2 separate regions of the Sus scrofa genome follow, and region 1 is linked to region 2. The links are chromatin contacts, called in public HiChIP or PLAC-seq maps. All regions are on one chromosome and are shown on one strand. Each heading gives the region's core, a stretch centred on a gene start, on an enhancer-like site or on the middle of the called end of the contact. The rest is flanking DNA. Distances are from core to core; before and after follow the strand shown.

What was found. HiChIP or PLAC-seq counts read pairs in DNA pulled down with a chosen protein or histone mark.
Region 1: an H3K27ac HiChIP or PLAC-seq map of alveolar macrophages shows a contact between it and region 2. The contact joins the promoter of MED7 here to the promoter of LSM11 in region 2. A contact is called at or near these places in 1 of 5 promoter capture datasets (liver), 17 of 47 Hi-C or Micro-C datasets (alveolar macrophages, brain, embryonic fibroblasts and 11 more) and 2 of 2 datasets of contacts at active chromatin or transcription factors (alveolar macrophages and skeletal muscle).

Annotation. Positions count from the first base shown.
Region 1 is chr16:66,112,341-66,116,201 of Sscrofa11.1, reverse strand. MED7 (mediator complex subunit 7) reads right to left here and starts at 1,360. Exons shown (of 2, transcript NM_001044615.1): 1 at 1,327-1,360. All of the region lies in intron 3 of FAM71B (protein FAM71B), which reads right to left.
Region 2 is chr16:65,598,382-65,602,181 of Sscrofa11.1, reverse strand. It overlaps LSM11 (U7 snRNA-associated Sm-like protein LSm11), which reads left to right and starts at 1,577. Exons shown (of 5, transcript XM_021076895.1): 1 at 1,577-1,862; 2 at 1,865-2,056. The coding sequence starts at 1,616.

The DNA.
Region 1 (3,861 bases), core at 111-2,610, 510 kb before region 2:
AAAGCTTGAAAACATTCAGACTAATGCACCGTTAAAAGCAAATTTTAAAAAGGATCCTTCCCATCTAACAGACTATTAAGATTTCAACTATTCCATCATTCAACAAACATCAGAACACCTTCCATGCAGTGGGCCCTGGATCCCGGACCTGGGGCTCCCAGAACACTCCCCTTCCTCTCGGTGCCCTCAGAGTGGCCGTCTCAATTTTAGAAGCAGGTTTCCCAATTTCAGAAGCAGGCTAGGGGTCAATTCCGAGCTACCGCTGGCGGCCAATGCCACGGCTCACCACAAGGCCAAATCCTTAACCCACTGAGTGGGCCAGGAGTCGAACCCGCAACCTCATGGTTCCAGGTCGGATTCCTCTCCGCTGCGCCACGACGGGAACTCCAGTATCACTGTTTTATACCCTCCCTTACTTAAGCTTCGTAATATTTCTGTGAGTTTAATACCACTATCGATTTCATTTTAGAGCTGATAATTACAAGTCTGTCTCATTGAGAGGGAGTGTCTGCAACCAGATCAAAAAGCTAATAAATGGCAGAGCAGGAATTCTTATCTAGGTCCTTTTTGTTGCACCATCAAGCTCTCTCAAATCAGTGAAGTACCAAGAGCCTAACAATACAAAAAAAACTTGATATACTACAGAAATTATGTTTCTCTCTCCATCACTTCTCTCAGCTGAACTTGTCAAAAGCGATGGAAGTCTCTGGTAAAACCAGCGCCAGGCATCACAGGTGGTGATCAGATTGAAGATCCACCTTTCAGTGTCTGTTTCGTTTTGGAGGACTTAACTAAAACAGAAAGGTATTCCAGGGTGCCAGTCCCAGAGGTTTTGCTCACTTCTCTACTGTGAAGGGGGACGCTTAAAAGCTGCCTTCAAAACCTCTCTGGATGATCTGATGATGAGGCTATAGTTCTACCTCCTTCCCAGCCTCCCACTATTTCATGTGATTAGAGGACTGATCCCCGAGGGAGGGTTGGTTATCTCATAAAGCCGGAGGGGCCAAGAGACTTGCAGAGGCTACACAAACCAGCGGCACACGACTGGAACTCAGCTCCCCGGACCTCCGGCGCAGCTCGAGATCCCGACTCGGAAGCAGCCCGCAGCCCACTGCGCGGAGAGCACCTTCCTCCAGGCGCTCTACCCGGCGGCTCCGCGGGGGTCGGGGAGGCCGCGCTCCCCGAAGGGCGCGGGAGAGGAAGGTGGGCGAGCACACTATGCGCCAAGCCTCCCACCACTCCCAGCCCGCCGGGAGGAAGCGGCGGGGTCCGGAAGGAGAAATGCAGCGGACGGAACCGAGCCCCAAGTCGTCGCCGCCCACTCACCTCGGTACTGGGTTTACACTGGTAACCGCCTTCGCCACCACAGCCGAAGTCCAACTTCCGGCCTCCTCTTCCCGGAAGAAGCTACTGGTGCTGTCTCTTGACTGGCGGAAAGAGCTGTCCTTTAACCCAGGCTCTAGTCCCGCCTCAGACCGATGGCTCGCTATTGCGCCTGCGCATAACCTCCTCTCTCCCCGCTCTTTCCGCGATTTGGCGGCAGCCGCAGGGTTTGGGGTGTTGGAGTCTTTTCTTGTGCTTTTTCTATCAGTAGCAGTGGCACGTGGTAGCGTCGTTTCTTTTTTTGCTGTTTTTTTTTAACGCTTAAAATTAAAGCATCCATATGCCTTACATAAACTTTAAAAAATAGAGACAAGCAGCTATTTTTAAACGTTACATTTAAAAAAATGTTACCCCACTGTCAAAAACAACATTTAAATAAATACATAAATAAATAATTTTAAAAATAACCTTAAGAAATGAGATTGGACTCCACATGCTGGAAATAATTTGGAACATGGAAATCTTAATCTCGAAATATGTGTGAAAATGGTTGGGAAGCAACATATTCTTAATTTATATTTCTTCACCGTCCATTCAGTTTTATTCACGTATTCAGATTCTGTTACATTTCCAGGCAACAAATTAACAAGCATAAAACAAAACGATATGTAAGAGTTTCTTCTGGAGGCGACTTTCAAGAAGTGCTACACATTTCTAAATTTGTGGGAATCTTACAAAAAAGCATGCTACCAAGACACGGCTCGGATCCCGCCTTGCTGTGGCCCTGGCTTACGCTGGCAGCTACAGCTCCAATTGGACTCCTAGCCTGGAAACCTCCATATGCAGTGGGTGCAGCCCTAAAAAGACAGAAAGACAAAAAAAAAAAAAAAAAAAAAAAAAAGATTTTTTTATTCCAGTTTTTAAAACTTACTATGAAGCGTTCCAAACATATATAGAAGTAGAGAATAGTCTCTACTTTCAATTTCAATAATTATCTACCTATAGACATTATTTCAGTTCAGTATGCATTTCTGAAAGATAAAGACTTGTTTGGGGGTTTTATTGTTGTTTTCATTGAACCACAGAACCACTGTCTCATTTAAAAATAAGTTAATAACTTGATTTAGTTTCATCAATGAAATCAGTATGAAAATACCAAATGTCTGAAGATGCAATGAAGTCTTTTGTGACTAGCTGATGTATCTTTTTATTATCTTTTTTTTTTTTTTTTTTTTTTTGGCTTTTTAGGGCCACACTCCAGGGCATATGGAGGTTCCCAGGCTAGGGGTCTAATTGGAACTGTAGCTGCTGACCTAGACCACAGCCACAGCAATGCAAGATCCAAGCCACGTCTGTGAACTACACCAGAGCTCAGGGCAAAGCTGGATCCTTAACCCACTGGGCAAGATCAGGGATCAAACTTTCATCCTCACAGATGCTAGTCAGGTTCATTAACTGCTGAGCCACAATGGGAACTCCTCTTTCTATTATCTTTTAATCTATAGTTTCCTTCCTCCATTTCAGTCCCCCCCCCCACACACATCAATTTATTTGTTGAAGAAATATGTTCACTTTTTTTTTGTTTTCGTTTTTTGGCTTTTTGACTTTTTAGGGCCACACTTGTGGCACATGGAGGTTCACAGGCTAGGGGCTGAATGAGAGCTACAGCTGCTGGCCTATGCCACAGCCACAACAACTTGGGATCCGAGCTGCGTCTGCAACCTACACCACAGCTCACGGCAACGCTGGATCCTTAACCCACTGAGCAAGGGCAGGGACCGAACCCGCAACCTCATGGTTCCTAGTCGGATTCGTTAACCGCTGAGCCACAGCAGGAACTCTGAAACATGTTCACTTTTGATCGTACTCCATTCAGGCTTTTCTCCCTTCCCTGAGACCAACGTGACCTACATGGTGTCCTCTAAGGGTTTTGTTTTTGTTTTTGTTTTTGTTTGTTTGTTTGTTTTTTGTGTGGAAGTTCCTGGACCAGAATCAAAACTGCAGCACAGCAGCAACCTGAGAGGCTGGAGTGAGAACACCAGATCCTTAACCCTTTGTACCACAAGGGATCTCCCTCCAATGGGCATTCTTAGTCCTCATTTTATTCTACTCTCAGCAGCCTTTGGCACATTCAATCATTCGAATTGCCCCAGGACTCAGTTCTCAGTTCTTAGCGGGATATTCTCTAGGTGATGCTACGCAGGTGATATCCAGGAAGAGGCAACATCCTCTCTTTTGCACTCAGACCCTTTTATTCAAAAGTATTACACATCTTCACTCAGTTGCAACTTGACTCAATTGCAAAGGCTCAAATCCAAATATTCATCTTTTACTCCTCTTTCTCCCATACTCCCCACTACCACACCAGCCTTTTGTATTAGTTCTATGTGGAAATAAGTACAAGTCCCAAATAGAATTCATTTTCACCAACCCCACTGCCTGGGTCCTCATTCATGCCACCACCATTTCCCCTGGACTTCTGAAATAGCCTCCTACATAGCTTCCTTGCTATCACTTTTGTCTATCCTTCCTTAGCCT
Region 2 (3,800 bases), core at 328-2,827:
AAATAAGGGGACACGCACGCACTCATTAAATTGCCAGCAGTTTGCAAGTTTGAGGTTTGTGTTGGGGCAGGGGGTTTTGAGCAAAGAAATATTACTGGGTTTAATATTTATGCCATAATGAAACCTATTGAATTATGTAGTGTTAGAAGTATTGTTGGGTGGTTTTCAGCATGTTTTTGTAGCATGTATTTATTCTAAAGCATACTTCATAGTTGTATATTAATTCTCATTCTGCTCTCTAGGAGAATAGTATTTTTTCAGGCTTCCTTTCCAAATCGTAAAGAAACTTAAAAATGTACACAAAAGCTACCAGTATAGACTAAACACCAGTTGATAGTAGTTTGGGGGAGTGATGGCAGTTAGGAAGGTGATTGGGTGTGGCCTGTAGGTGACTGAAAACAGCTTTGTTGGATGAAGGGTGATATCTGGGTTTTTGGTGTAGACTGTCATTTTCATACCAAAAAACAATGTTTTGCTGAGCAGAGTCTCTAAAGTACAACCAGGTTTTGTAAGTCCTCCATTATTCCACCCTCCAATTGCAGGATCCTCATTTCCTCCAGGTGCTTAGCAGTGCTTGGAAGATTGGTGATAGTGAATTTTCTTTAACACTAGCTTCTTTCCGGTGTATGTGTAAATTTCTTTTTGCATACGGTGTAGGAAATCCAAGACTAGGACCTCCCCCCTCCATTCTAAAGTTTCATTGTACGCTTAAGAAATATTAACATTCAGGAGTTCCCGTCGTGGCGCAGTGGTTAACGAATCCGACTAGGAACCATGAGGTTGCGGGTTCGGTCCCTGCCCTTGCTCAGTGGGTAAACGATTCGGCGTTGCCGTGAGCTGTGGTGTAGGTTGCAGACGCGGCTCGGATCCCGCGTTGCTGTGGCTCTGGTCTAGGCCGGTGGCTACAGCTCCGATTCAACCCCTGGCCTGGGAACCTCCATATGCCGTGGGAGCGGCCCAAAAGAAATAGCAACTACAACAACAACAACAAAAAGACAAAAGACAAAAAAAAAAAAAAAAAAAGAAATATTAACATTCATAGAGAGCATTTGGTATGTGCTGTAGAGGCAGTATCTCTTCATTCTTCCGACGAGTCTATGAAATAGGTAACCATTTCTATCATATTTCAGATGAGAATGTAAAGACCCAGAGAAGCTAAATAGTTTGAGTCCAGCTAGGCTAAACCCCAGTGGTACTCAGAACGAAAGCAAATTGGGGTTCTCCTTGCCCTCCTCCCTCTGCTTCTCCACAGCTCAAGTTAGGGGTAGACTCCAGCTGCAGAAAGCAGAGAACCACCGGGGGAGCTTGTTAAAACGCCAGTCCCGGCCTCCGCTTCTGCTGAATCTGGACTTACTAACACCCCAAGTGATGATGATATAGATAGGGAAACGGTGCGTTAAAGCAGATTAACCTGCTCCCCGCGCACTGATGCGCGCTGCGAGGCCCTGAGGGTGGCATCCCCGCGCCACGCCGCCGGCGGCGCAGAGCGCGGGCAGATGCTGCCCTCCCGCGGCCGCGCGGAGGCAGTGCGACCCCGCGCCGCGGCTGCGCAGTGCCGCCCTCTGGCGGCCCCGCTCCTTCTTCCCATCGGCCTCGGCTTGCGGGCCTTTCAAACATGGAGGAGCGGGAGCGGGGGGCGAGGTCGGCTCGCGCCGGGAGCCCCGCCAGCCCGCCCAGCCCGCTGCTGGATGTCAGCTCTGACAGCTTCGACCCGCTGCTGGCTCTGTACGCGCCGCGCCTGCCTCCCATCCCCTACCCCAACGCGCCCTGCTTCAACAACGTGGCCGAGTACGAGAGCTTCCTCAAGACCGGGTGCCGGGGCGGCGGGCGCGGGCGGGCGCGGGGTGCGGCCGCGGGCTCGGGGGCCCCGCCGCCGCCGGGCCCTCGGGCAGGACCCGCCGCCGCCCGGACGCCCCCGCCCCGGACCCCGAGCGCATCCAGCGCCTCCGCCGCCTCATGGTGGCCAAGGAGGAAGAGGACGGGGCCGCCGGGGCGCGGCGGCGGGGTCCGGCTCGGACCAGGAAGGCGCCGCGCAACGTGCTCACGAGAATGCCCTGTGAGTCCGGCGGGCGGGGCGGGCGGGGCGGGGCTGGGGGCCGGGCAGGGCCGCTGTCCGGAAGGTTGCGGCCGGGAGGCGTCGGCCGGGTGCTTGGGGCTCCGCGCGGGGCGCGAATCCGGGGCAGGGTCCGGGTCAAGGCTACGGAGATAATCAGCGGCCGCGGGCGGGTTCTGCTTGAGGAATGCCGGCAGTGGGGGCGTGGGGAGGGTCTTCTTGCGGAAGGAAGGGTCTGCGGGAGCAGTGGGGGGAAAGTGTAAAGCTGAAGGGGAAAGAAATAGCCCGGGGGAGCGTGTGCCTGGATAATTAGTGTAGACGGTCTGTAAAAGGGGTTGGGGGTCACGGAAGTGGCTATAGAGGTGGTGAGGCGCCTGCAGAAAGCATGTGCAGGGGCGATGGGGTGGGGGCTGTCTGCGGAGGTGATGGGCCTAAAAACGGGATGTCATAGTGAGGGTTTACAGAAGCGAGGAGGTCTTGGGACCACGCACGCAGCGGGAGGGAGGGCACAGCCAGTATTTGGGGAGGAAAAGTGTTCGGTCAGTGAGATTTGGAGATGACGGGATGGAGTGTGAAGAAATCTGTTCAGATGGCACAGTGGACATAATCTTATAACCCCTGCACCTTCAGTGACGGCTCCTTCTTCCTGCTGCAAGGGTCTTGATACATATATGTTCACATTAGCAAATTACAAGTGCTGGAATGCAGCAGGCACAAAATGCCACGAAAACCCAGGCACTGTTTCACAGCCCCTCTGCCAGGCCAAGTGAAGGATTGTGTCTGTCAGGCTTTTATTATATGCACTGGCTAGTTTTAGGTTCTAAAGGTGTAGCAGGCACAAGGGAGTTTCTTGCAGCCTTCTAATAGATCCTTAGGGTAAAGCTGTAAACGGCAGAGGTTGCTCACGTGTGAGTTAGGTCTTGTATAAATGGAGTAAAAACAGCCCAGGTGTTACATCTTCTGTCATCTGGCAAGCAGTCCTGACATCTGCCCCATGGACACAACGACCTACTTAGCCATTGAGAGCATCTCTATCTTGATAGCTAAATCGTGGCGTTATTAAATCACTGTCTTTGGAGAGTTCTGCTAAGCAAAGGAGTATTTTTGTTTCCTCCCTAGAAATGTTTTTATTAAAAGAAAAACATCCTGAAAAGCTGAGTGCTGTTAGGGGCACCTTTGTCCAATGATTTACTGTGCTTACAGCATCCCTGCCTAAGCTAGGGTTTCCCCCAGCTCGCTGGCCCAACAGTGACCCACAGATAGATTATGCATGTTCCTAAATTAAGAGCAGTTTGGGAGACCTTATTTTGCCCATACTTTTTGCCACTAGAAAATTTTCGAGGTGTACTTTGAGTCTCATTTTTATATTTCCATTTGGCCAATTATTGCTTCGCTTTTAAGATTTTCAAGAGAAAAGAAATACTTCTGTGTGGTGCGTGGTTGGGCTTTACCTGTGGAGCCCTTTGCTCTATTATTGGTATGACAGAGTGTCCCGGCCAGCTTTGTCGACTTCCTGCGATTAAATATTGCCTGGAATAGAATCTCGGAATGTGCCCTCGGCACTGGAAATTTTAATCCTACCGCTGGAAACAGTGGGGTGTACCTGGTAGAGATGAGCAGGCATCACAAAGAGCTTGATGGCCTTCAGAAAGCAAAAAAAGTACAGAAGCATGGGTGAGGGTTAGAGTTATTCAAGAAAGAGTTCATGTAAGAGGTCAGCCTCAGGTCTTGAAGCTTGAGGATAACA